Regions from separate parts of the Mus musculus genome. Here regions 1, 2 and 4 are each linked to region 3. A link is a contact called in public Hi-C and promoter capture Hi-C data. All regions are on one chromosome and are shown on one strand. The core of a region is the stretch at or near the end of the contact, and the rest is flanking DNA. Distances in the headings are between cores, read along the strand shown. Region 1 holds the start of 1700020G03Rik (a long non-coding RNA gene). Region 2 holds the start of Zfp866 (zinc finger protein 866). Region 3 holds the start of Bst2 (bone marrow stromal cell antigen 2). Region 4 holds the start of Rfxank (regulatory factor X-associated ankyrin-containing protein).

What was found. Promoter capture Hi-C pulls out the DNA fragments that hold promoters and counts their contacts. Hi-C and Micro-C count contacts between places; a contact is called where the count stands out from the background.
Region 1: a promoter capture Hi-C map of embryonic stem cells shows a contact between it and region 3. The contact joins the promoter of 1700020G03Rik here to the promoter of Bst2 in region 3.
Region 2: a promoter capture Hi-C map of pre-B cells shows a contact between it and region 3, with 3 times the contacts expected there. The contact joins the promoter of Zfp866 here to the promoter of Bst2 in region 3. A contact is called at or near these places in 3 of 39 promoter capture datasets (hippocampal neurons, liver and pre-B cells).
Region 4: a Hi-C map of B cells shows a contact between it and region 3, with 5 read pairs. The contact joins the promoter of Rfxank here to the promoter of Bst2 in region 3. A contact is called at or near these places in 2 of 484 Hi-C or Micro-C datasets (B cells and CD4 T cells) and 1 of 9 other capture datasets (liver).

What each region holds. Positions count from the first base shown.
Region 1 is chr8:70,486,498-70,489,325 of GRCm38.p6, reverse strand. It overlaps 1700020G03Rik (a long non-coding RNA gene), which reads right to left and starts at 1,519. Exons shown (of 2, transcript XR_870493.2): 1 at 472-1,519; 2 at 1-388. Tmem59l (transmembrane protein 59-like) reads left to right here and starts at 1,978. Exons shown (of 8, transcript NM_182991.3): 1 at 1,978-2,158. The coding sequence starts at 2,009.
Region 2 is chr8:69,773,634-69,776,336 of GRCm38.p6, reverse strand. It overlaps Zfp866 (zinc finger protein 866), which reads left to right and starts at 1,426. Exons shown (of 4, transcript NM_177899.3): 1 at 1,426-1,547. The coding sequence starts at 1,545.
Region 3 is chr8:71,535,958-71,538,916 of GRCm38.p6, reverse strand. Bst2 (bone marrow stromal cell antigen 2) reads left to right here and starts at 1,445. Exons shown (of 5, transcript NM_198095.3): 1 at 1,445-1,789; 2 at 2,483-2,558. The coding sequence starts at 1,490.
Region 4 is chr8:70,137,840-70,140,714 of GRCm38.p6, reverse strand. It overlaps Rfxank (regulatory factor X-associated ankyrin-containing protein), which reads left to right and starts at 1,518. Exons shown (of 9, transcript NM_011266.2): 1 at 1,518-1,794; 2 at 2,492-2,686. The coding sequence starts at 2,500. It overlaps Gm45929 (predicted gene, 45929), which reads right to left and starts at 1,216. Exons shown (of 9, transcript NM_001310055.1): 1 at 943-1,216. Borcs8 (BLOC-1 related complex subunit 8) reads right to left here and starts at 1,216. Exons shown (of 6, transcript NM_001145552.2): 1 at 943-1,216. The coding sequence starts at 979.

The DNA.
Region 1 (2,828 bases), core at 270-2,769, 1.0 Mb after region 3:
CACGTGGCCCAAGCTAGCCTCGATTTTTCGGCCATCCTCCTGTCTCGGTCTTTCTTGTTGAGACTGTCAGGCCCGCCTTGTCATCAGCCCCCATCCTCCCTAGCTTGGCAGCCTCTGTTAGCCCTCTTCTGTATCATGTCACCTAAGCCCATCCCCTGTGCCATTCCGGGTTCCAATGACCTAATTTGGAAGGGGGACAGCCCTACCCTATAGGGTTTTTGTCAGAGAAAAAAGTCATGGCAAGAAAATCTTTGTTGAAAGGAGTGTTTGTTTGAAATTGAATGAAGGACCGTAATTGCAGAAGGGTTAAGTGCCCGGGACTCTGCAAATGACAAGTGTGAACTTGAATTCCGGCTCTGCCCAGGCGTCCGGGTGCCAGGTTTCCCACCTGTAAATTGGGGAAACAGGCTTTGCGTTTGGTTTCTTGAGACAGGGTCTCGCTCACTATAGAGGGCCAGACTTAGAACTCACGTCCTAACCCAGATTGACCTGGACCTCGCACCGATTCTTCTGCCTCAGCCTTTCCGCGTGTTGGGATGATGGGCATATGCCAAGGCGTCCGACTTGAGGAAACGGTTGGGGTCCCAGCGCACAGGGACCGTGCCCAGGGTGCGCTGGTGGAAGAGAGGCCCAGCCCGGGAGGGGCGGGGGAGGGGCCGCGCCGGGATCCAGATGTTCAGGTCCGCCAGGCACAGCCGCGCCTGATTAAGCCACGTGGGGGCCGGCCCCGGCCGCTGAGATGAAAGCAAACGGCCGGCGGGGACCCGGGCGCGCCAGCCCCTCCTCCCGACCGGAACCTGCGGCTCCCTGTGACCCGACGACCCTGCGAGCGGCCTCCTCGTCTACTGGGGCGGAGCGACTGGACGCGCAGGCCGCAAGGCACCTGTGCCAAGCAGGCCACTGGGGCTCAGAGCCCGCGCCCTGGCGCCCGGACGGAGGAAACCGTGGAGACCTCCGAATCCAGGACGGAAGCCACTGTGTCCCTATTTGCTTCAAGTTTTCCCACCAGATGGGAAAAGTGAGCGGCTCAGAGGCCTTGTTAGAGTGCTGGGGGCCTCCGAGTCCCAGGGAGACAATGGGTTCCCTCAGGTCTGTTTTTCCGCACTGAAATGGAGGGAGACCACCTTAAGTTTTGCTCCCTGAAGTTCCTCGAGGACTTCCTGGAGGAGGCAGCTGCCCCTAGAGTACCTCCCCCTAGAGTCTTAGTGTCCCGGAAGCAGGCCAACTGTGGCTGGTGGTCGGCTAGTTTCCGCGCCCTCAGATGCTTCAAATCCACCCCGGCTCCAGCTCTATGGTCCTGCTCGCTCCTTCTGGCCTCCCTTCTCCTCCACTCCCTCTCTCTCCACTCCCAAGTCTTTGTCCGCCTCCTCCTGGTCCTCAAACACCTCTTGTTTCCCCTCCTCCCTAACTGTCTTCCTTCCTTCTTACCATTTTTTACCCCTCCCCTCCCCCACTTTCCGTTTTCTTCCTCTTCTCATTCTACCTCCCCCTCCATCCTCCCAGGCCTTCAACCTCCTCATCCTCTTGGTCTCTCTCTCTCTCTCTCTCTCTCTCTCTCTCTCTCTCTCTCTCTCTCTCTCTCTCTCTCTCTTTCTCTCTCTCTCTCTCTCTCTCTCTCTCTCTCTCTCTCTCTCTCTCTCTCTCTCTCTCTCTCTCTCTCTCTTCTTTCATTGCCCTGTCCATACTCCTCTTCCCTTTTTAAAAAATTCCTTGACTAAGGATCTTAGATGCTCCCTGCCCCGTTGCTCTTGGCCTTCATCCCTGAGTGGCCTGAGATAGGCCTGTCACCGTATCTAGCCAGGTCCTCTTTGTCATTCCCGGCACGCAGATCCAAGTCCGGTCAAAGAGCCGGACCATGAGTATCAAGAATATGTCCCCGACCGGAGTAGAGATTCACCTGCCCGCCCCGCTCGCCGCAGCACACCCCCCCCCCCTTCCCAGGCTGCCTCGCTCAGTGACGTCAACACCCGGTCCCGCATCCCAGGGCCCGCGCTGCGCATCTTCAGCCATGGCTGCGGTAGCATTGCCGCTGCTGCTGTTGTTGGCGTCACTGGTCACCCCAACCCCAGCGCGTGACCCCTTCGCTCCGCAGCTCGGGGACACTCAGAGGTGCCAGCAGCGGTGTCGCCAGCACCACCCTGGCTCGCCTCCTGCGCAGGTAACAGATGGACTCTCAGGAACCCAGTGACTGGAAAAGGAGAGGGACCTGAGTGTAGGACCCTCAGATGGAAGAGGGGATGCGAGTACCTGGTATGCTAGTGCAGATTGGGGTCCTGGGAAGGGGCCTGGATGGGGGAACCTCGGATGAGAAAAGAGCTGACGTGGGGTTCCTCAGGTTGGCAGAGGGATGCGGGATTCTGAGAGTCCCTAAAGAGATGTGGGAGCCAGAGAGTCCTCTAGAAATAGTGGGGCGACAGGATGGAGGATCTTCAGGAGTGGGAGGAACTGAGGTGCCTGCAATGAGGGTGTCTTGAAGGGGGAGGGGTCTCTCAGAACTGCCCTTCCTTCTAGGAAGGGATCAATTGGCACCTGGGGTGAACACTGTAAGTGGGGACATGCCAAAGGGAGGCTGAGACCTGCACCTGAGAGGTCCTGGAGCACACCCCACCCACAGTCCAAGGCTACTTGGTGCTGTCCCTCCTTCCCCCATGGGCTCTCTTCTCTTCCCACGTTCCTCACTGCCTTCTTGGAGACAGTTCTGCTCCAGGCTGTTCCCAAGTGCAAGCTCTGCCTCTCTCTGAGAAGCCCTCTGCCAGCCTCCATCCTGGAGAGGCCACTGTGCAGGCCACTATCCAGCCTGCTTAGAAAGCTGCTTGCTGTTTCTCAGA
Region 2 (2,703 bases), core at 177-2,676, 1.8 Mb after region 3:
TGTAAACCAAACAAGTTCTCTACAAGAGCAGAAGGTACAGAGAGTGCTCCCATCCCCTCACCTCCTTCCCTCTTTTCAGTCGGTCCTTGATTGTGGTCTAGGTAATGATACTGCCCACTTTTAGGAAGAGCCTTCCTATCTCAACTACCCTATTTAGAAACACCCTTACATACATGCTGGAGGGTTGCTCCTATCACTTTGACAATCAAGACTAATCATTACACGACTGAACACCACTCACTGATCTGTTCATTGACTCCATTAGCTTTGCTGGGTTTTTCCTTCTTATTGTTTCTACTGCCAGTACTCCCCCACTTCTTCTTTAGTAAAAATGGGTGAACGCCTTTTTCCCAGCACCCGTGAAGCATAGGCAGGTAGACCTCTGTGTTTGAGATTAGCCTGGTCTACAGAGTGAGTTCTAGGATAGCCAGGGCTATACAGAGAAACCCTGTCTTGGAAAAAAACAAAAAAACAAAAAACAAAAACAAAAACACCAGGATAGCTAGGGCTACACAGAGAAACTCTAACTCAAAAAACCAAAAATTAAATAATAAAATGTTCTGATGATTTAGTGGCTATGTACGTGTGTGTGTGTCTGTGTATATTTATGTGTGTGTGAAGAACACACTTGTGGAGGCCAGAGGACAACTTTCCTGAGTTGGTCTTCTTCTACTATGTTCATGCTTAACCTACTAAGTCATTTCCTTGACCCACGTCTTCAATTTTCTTTTTCTTTTTCTTTTTGCTTTTGTTTAAATTAGAATGTCTGTAGAGGCCTGGAGAGGAGAAACGGGGGTGAGATGGAAGGATAGAGAGGTTTTTGGTTTTTGTTTGTTTGTTTGTTTTGGTTTTTTCAAGACAGGGTTTCTGGTGTAGCCTTGGCTGTCCTCACTCTGTAGACCACTCTGGCCTCGAACTCAGGAATCTGCCTGCCTCTGCCTCCCAAGTGCTGGAATTAAAGGTGTGTGCCACCACTGCCTGCACTGCCCGGCTGGATAGAGATCTTAACTGGAAGAACACACATGCTATGAAAATAGAGGAAATGAATACTTGTGTTAATGTGCAACCTGGGACAGATGTATAAACCATAGATGTTCCTTACTCAAATTCCTGATGCCTGGAGAACATCATGTCCAGTTATAATTTGACCTTCTAATTAAAACTGACCTGAGCACCTTTCTAATTGTGAGGCAGCAGGATTGCTGCAATGAGCACTCGGTGTGCACAGTGACGACTTGGTGATGGAGTACTGCTTTACCAGGGAGAAGCTAGTTCTGCTTAGAAGCAAGGAGGGCGGGGCTATGGCTGTCATTTGAATCCCACACTTCGGCTTTGGAAGCTAGTGTCACTCAGGCTTTGGTAGCCAATCAGGTTCTAGAACCGTGCCGTCTAATCAGGACTACTGGAGAGCGGCAAGAGGCGGGTTCTTCACGGCCGCCATATTGTGGCTCGGCTCTGCGGCACAGGGAGGTGCGGTGTGTTGTGCTGTGAGCGCTGCTGCCGGGACCAGTGAGGAGAGCGCGGGCGAGTTCGGAAGCCGCGCCATGGTGAGCAAGGGCCGCTGTCCCTGCCCGCTGTGGTGGATCCTCCCCGAGGCTGGGGCGGGGCGGCAGCGGCATTCAGTGCTGTGTGGCGCTGGGCCCTGTGTCCTCTTCGCCGTGGTCCGCGCCTGCGCAGAGCGCGGAGCCTCCCTGCGGAGGCTCCGCCTCGCGCAGGAAAGAGTCGGTGCTCTGTCTGGGGCAGGCGTTTTATACAGTCCTGCTTTGGGTATCTCATCAGAAGGTTGTAAAACAATAGGTCATCTAGTTTCTGCTACTTTCTAGAAGTTCTGAATTTTCATGTAACATTTAGGTCAAAGCAATCAACTTGAGTTAATACTGTGAATTTTAAACTTTAAAAAAATTATTATTTTTTGTGCATTGGTATTTTGCCAAAATGTATGTATGTCTTTGTGAGGATGTCAGATCCTCTGGAACTGTTGTTGAGCTGCCATGTTGGTACTAGGAATTGAACTCAGGTCCTCTGGAAGAGCAGCCGGTTTTCCCAACCATTAAACCATCTCTCCAGCCCCAACATTGTGAAACTCTATTTAATTTCTTGTCTATAGACATCGGTTCTGCTAATAACCTTTTGCTATTCTGCCCTTTGTTGAGTTTCCTTTGCTACTTTGTCAAAAAAAGGTACACACACACACACACCCCATATATATATGTGTGTGTATATAACATGTGTATATATAATATCTATAACTATATATATACACTTTAAGTCTGTGTGCTGTTTCTTTGGAATTGTGTGGACCATTTTCGTTTTTTTCCACTCTCCACATAAACTTGAGAATCAGTTTCTTAATTTTTCATAAGTTGTTAGGATTTATATTGTGATTATTTAAATCTTAGTGCAGATTGAGGAAACATGACGTTCAGTTCTGAAGCTTCCTATCGCCATATTTATGGGGTATCACTATTTTGTGTTTGCTTTTTGTTTGGTTGGGGTTTTGTTGTTGTCTTTTTTGCTTATTTTGTTTTTTGTTAGGTCTGCTTTGGCCTAAAACTCACTCTGTAGAGGCTGGCCTTGAAATCATAGCCATACACCTGCTTCTCTCTGCCTTCCATGTGCCAAGATTCAAGGCATTGTCTCCCACTGCCCTGCATGGTTTTGTTTTGTTTTGTTTTTTGTTGTTAAAAATTATAGTTCTTGCTG
Region 3 (2,959 bases), core at 196-2,695:
AACAATAAAGACTCTCTTTGTTCTTGCATCAAACTCGAAATTCCTGATGTTGTTCTGGGGTTCCTGAGAACTGGGCATAACATTGGCATTTCATCTAGGCTCCGCCCCACAGTTACCTGGCAACAGCCAGGTGTGCCTGACTCACTATAAAAGGGGCTGCTTGCCTCTTCCTCTCTTTTCTCCTCTTCTAGATCTTGCTCCCTTTACCCTCTTCCTCCTCTCTCCCCATTCCCCTCCCACCTCTCTCTCTACCTGTTCCCGGCTAGCCTCTACTCCTCTACTCTCTCTCTCTCTCTGCCTTTCTCTGTCTCTACTAGGCCCTCAACTCCCCTCCCCATGCCCTAAATAAACTCTATTCTATACTCTACATCCCATTGTGTGACTGGTACCCTGGGGGCCTCAGCCTGGGCCTGCAGAAGCACCCTCTTCCCCCACACCATACCACACCCCCATCAAACATATCCCTGGCTTCTTTTTCTTTTTATAAAACACAACACCGAGTCCTCCTATGCAAACTGGTCTTCACAAGGACAGAAAACGTAATCTCTCCATATACTAGTGCTTTGGCCACACAGTTTCAGTCCTGAAGAGAACCCCTTGACTGAATGTGGTCTGCCCTATGTGTCCTCAGTAAAGACTCCATAGTGTTTTGAGGTGGGTACCATTCAGGACATTCAGCGGAGCCAGGGAGGATTCCAGAGTAGTGGAGCACACCTGCCATCCCAGCACTCGGGAGGCAGAGACAGAAGGATAGGAAATCAAGGACAACCCCTATGCTAACTCCAGGTCATGCTTCATGTCACTTTTGCCCAAAGCCAGGCCAAGCCCTCTCTGAGTGCCTGGTGCTCACTGAAACACTCCTTTTTTACCCCGTTCACAGAGGTTTTCCCGCAGGCAGGTTTTCCCCGCCAGGTTGCTCCTGATGCCAGGACAAGAGCTGGGAGGCACACTTTGCTACCTGGCCAGGCTTGGTTTCCTGCCCGCTGCTCTGTAGCCACTATTCTCAATATACAGATTCTCAATAGCTCCCACGATCCTTTCGTGAATGGAGACCCCTGACCTCAAACCTTGGCCTTTGGTCTTCAGTCCACAACTGAACCTTGAAGTCTTAGTTCCCCTTCTAGGAGACCAAACCGACAACCGGCCTGTCTCTGCCTCCCAAGTGCTGGGGTTAAAGGCGTGCGCCACCACCGCCCGGCGGACAGCCACTGTTAAGTCGAGTCCCAAGCCCACAGGCACCAGGTGACTGGCCAGCGAAGGCCAAGAATTTGAGTTGAATTCCAGAAGTTTCTCTTGCTTCTAGGGGCATTCCAGGAAAATGAAACTGAAAGGCTGCAGTTTCTCCACTAGCAGTTTGCAACCCGGCGGCTCTAGAATTGCGTTGGACTCCTGAAGTTGCTATTTGCTAGAAGCAGTGGTGGGGCGGGGTTATGCTAATAAGGGCGTGGCCTGGAAAGGGTTCCTGAGCCCTCTAGGATCGACGGATCACATGGCGCCCTCTTTCTATCACTATCTGCCCGTGCCCATGGATGAGATGGGGGGGAAGCAAGGATGGGGCAGCCACCGGCAGTGGCTGGGGGCCGCGATCTTGGTGGTCCTGTTCGGGGTTACCTTAGTCATCCTGACAATCTACTTCGCCGTCACAGCGAACAGCGTGGCCTGTAGAGACGGGTTGCGAGCGCAGGCTGAGTGCCGGAACACCACGCACCTGTTGCAGCGCCAGCTCACCCGCACCCAGGACAGTCTGCTGCAGGCCGAGACACAGGCAAACTCCTGCAACCTGACCGTGGTAAGCCTGGAATCCGTCCCCTCCAGTGGCTTTGAAACAGCCAAGCAAGTCCCCCACCCCCACCTCGAAGGCCAGCTACTAAAGACTGAAATCCTGGGAGACCTTAGAACTCCCTACAGCTCTGCAATCAGGGGCCTCAGTATCCTCCCTTCCTTTGGTGACTCTCCAAACTTTGTGTAGAGTGCTTGAGTTGGAGAGCTCGAACCTGACTTAGGGACCAGCATTTGGCTTCACTGGGATATCACTCAGCCCTGATTGAATTTTTTGAAACAGGGTCTCCTAAATTGCTCCGGCTGTCCTAAAAGTCACTCTGTAGACCAGGCTGGCCTCAAATGCTGCCTTTCAAGTGCTAGTATTAAAAACATGAGCCACCACACCTAGCAAATTATTGAAACTTTTAATATGTCTCTGAGAGACCTTGTCTGGGAAGCCCGGTTCTGCTGTGTGTTTGTGTAGGAGAATATCTGGAACTTTCTACTAGGGGTTAACTACGAAGAGTTTTCAAACTCCTATGTGGGCACTTAAAATTGCCGTTTTGGAGATTACACCTTGGTAGGACTGGGTGGATACGGAGAGTGTTGGAGGGGAACCTGAAAGGGGCTTTGCTTGAGAAGGTCTCAGATGCCTTTGCCTGGAAGTTTCCTAGGGGCCAGGACAACAGCCAACCCATGTTTGTGCCGCTTTTCTGATCAGGTGACCCTTCAGGAGTCCCTGGAGAAGAAGGTGTCTCAAGCCCTGGAGCAGCAGGCCCGCATCAAGGAGCTTGAGAGTGAGAGGGGGGCAGGGGGAGGGGGAGGTCCAGTGGAGCTGGGAGGGAATAGCTTAGGCCTCCAGGTTGGGACTTGGGGAGAGGTGCTGACCCACATGAAGGGGTGGCAGGGTCATGAGCCCACTGCTTGGAAGTTTGGTTTCTTCCCAGAGACAGACAGAGTGCCAGGGATGAAGGAATAAAGCTTGGGGAGTGGAAGTAGGGGTTTATGTCAGCAGAGAGCAGAGGGTGGGTAGGAAGAACGTTGTCAGGAGGGTGGAGGCCACAGATCTGCTGGGTTTCCCAAGTGTTCTCTAAACTGGTGCTTCTACAGCCCTGCAGAAGGCCTTAGGCTGGCCTTCCTTTGATTCCTTTCTCCTTATTACCCCACCCCCACCCCCTCTGCCTGACCACACTGGCTG
Region 4 (2,875 bases), core at 269-2,768, 1.4 Mb after region 3:
ATGATGTGGAAGGCCACGTCCCTTGCTGTGTGGGAACAGCTCTGAGGTATATCACAGGCCCTGTTCCAGAAACATGCCTGCTAAGGCTGCCCTCTGCAGAATCCATTCAAGTTCCTGTTAAGCCTGTTTCCTTTACTCCAGAACTCATGTTCCTACCACAAGTCAACTGCACCAAAACCATCATCCCAGGGTAGACTTTGACCAACAGCTTTCCCAGTCAGGAAATCTCTATTCTTCCTGCTCCATCCATCAAGGATCCTGTTGCTTCCAACTTCAGTCCCCTTCATCCCCCACTCCTTCCTGTATCAGACAAGCTCTGACCAGGCTAATGGTGGCAGATGACACCAACTCCTCTTACCACGCAGGGCTCCCATCAGCTAAAGAAAATAATCTACTTATCTGGTCCTTAATATATTTTGCAGTGTCGGGGATCAAACCCAGAGCTTTGAATGCGCTGGTCAAAGTGTTTACGACTGAGCTAAAGCCCCAGCTCTTCTCTCGAGATTTGAGTTTCAATGTGCAGACCAAACTGGCCTTCAATTTCTTGTCTCTTGAGAAGAGAGGATTAGAGTATTGCGCCACCAAGCCCACATACTCCTTTACGTATTCACAGGCTAAAAACCACATTACACTGAGCAGGGACCTGGATGGATTCTGCTTTTAATTCCAACTCTCAGAAGGCAGAGAGGTTTGAGACCATCCCGGTCTACACAGCGAGTTCCAATATAGCCAGGGTTACATCCCGGGACCTTATCTCAGAAGTAGAAAAGAGCCTTTTCCTGCCCGGGATCATTATACATCACAACACCTCCCGGCGGGAGACACCGGCCTCCCTTTTCCATCGAACCCCGCAGGCCGGGAGGTCTACGGCGGCTCTTTGTCATGTACCTTCCCGCGTTGCCCTCTCTAGGCCCCTCCAACCCCTCTAGGGTCCCGCAACACCTTTCTTTCCCTTCAGCTGCATCTCAGGTTCTTCCATAGTGAAGGCAGCCAGCAGAGCCCAGAAACCGGAAGCGGAAGTCGGGAGGTTGAGACGTTTAAACGTTCAGGTATGGGTTCTGGCGTCCTGTGCGCTGGCTCCTCTTACGAGGTAACTTCTATTCAGACACGAGATAGACGGAAGGAGGCAGTCCTATGCGAGCGTGTCGGGAGGATAGAGATTTCTTGATGTTATAGTATGCCTCGTCAAGGACTCCCTGCTACACGTACAGATAATTCTCAGGGACCAGGGCAGGGAAATTGTTATGGACAAAGTAACAATAATATTCGGTCTCTTTAAATTTGACAAGTCCCGCCCATGTGTCTCCGCCCCGTGGGGCAAATGCTCCGCCCTCCCACCGTCTGTGGATCCGATTGGGGCAGACAGGAGGGGGCGGTGCATGGGGCGGGGAAGCGCACGCGCAATAAAATCTTCAGCGAGTCTAAGGCTCCTTCAGCCCTTTAGGAAGGATAGCGTGCGCATGCGCCACTGTACCCATTGGCCTCAGCGGAAGCCACGCTCCTCCCTCCAGTCTTAAAGCGCTAGAAGCAGCTTCGGGTTTTTATTTTTTATTTTTTGGTACTTTTGCAGGGCAAGGGTGCGCAGGCGCAGTGGAGGAGTTTTCCAGTAGGAGTAGTCGTCGCGTATTAAGTTGCTGCTCTATGTCCCAGGAGAGGAAGCTAGAGAACTGAGCGTCTGGTCACCAACTTGCTCTTTACGAGATCTACTGAACCAGAAAAGTTTGTGAACAGAGCTTCCTGAGTTTTGGAAGACCAAGGCTGGCAGCGTAGGGACACAGAGGAGGCTGGAGGGAGGTGAGTGGATCTTACACGTCGCATCTTTTGTTGAGTCCTAAGTCATTTTGGGGGATTCCGGCCCAAATAACCACAGTGGGACATTGATAAGTTTGACATTAGTATCTCTCTATGATGTTTTCTGATATGACCTCTCTGAGGCCTTACATCTTCACCTTATTAACGAGGGAATGAGGCTCAGCTTAGTCATAGACTAGGTTTTTATAGCTTGTAAGTGATTGGAACCCAGACTGCTGCCAGAACCCTCATTTTATTGCCTTGGCTTCTGGTGTTAATTTATTAACAATGATATTTATCTAAAGCCACAGTTTTCCCGGCGTCATAAAGCAAGGCTCAATATGCAGACCATGGCTGTCCTGGAATTCACTATTTAGACTAGGCTAGTCTTGAACTCAAAGGGATCTACCTGCCTCTGCCTCCCAAGTACTAGGACTAAAGGTGTGCACTATCATGCCCCACCTAACCAAGCTCCAGCCCCAGATAAGAACTCATTTATTCATTTATTTTGTGGGCAGGCTGTGCTGTGGGTTTGGTGTGGAGGTCAGAGGACAATTTACCAGGGTCAGTTTTTTCCCTCCACCCTGTGGGTTCCTGGAATCAAAATTGGGTCATCTGACTTGGTGACAAGCGCCTTTACCAACTGAGCCATCTTGGGGACCACGAGATTTGGCTAATTACTGTCATCTCTTCACTCCAGCTTCCTCCATGGAGCCCACTCAGGTTGCAGAGAACCTTGTCCCAAACCAGCAACCTCCTGTTCCTGACCTAGAGGATCCTGAGGACACCAGAGATGAGTCCCCAGAGAACTCAGACACTGTCGTCCTCAGCCTGTTCCCCTGCACCCCAGACGCTGTGAATCCTGAAGCAGATGCCAGTGCATCCTCACTGCAGGGTGAGAACCACTCTGGGCTCTGGTGAGGGAGACTGTCAAGTTCCAGACCACATCTCTGCTTTCATCACTCTTCCCCTCCACCCTCCTAGGTTATTTTTATTGTCGTGTATGTGTGTGTGTGTGTGTGTGTGTAATATGGTACATGTATGTAGAAGTATATATAAAATATATATTCCTGCTGGGCGTGGT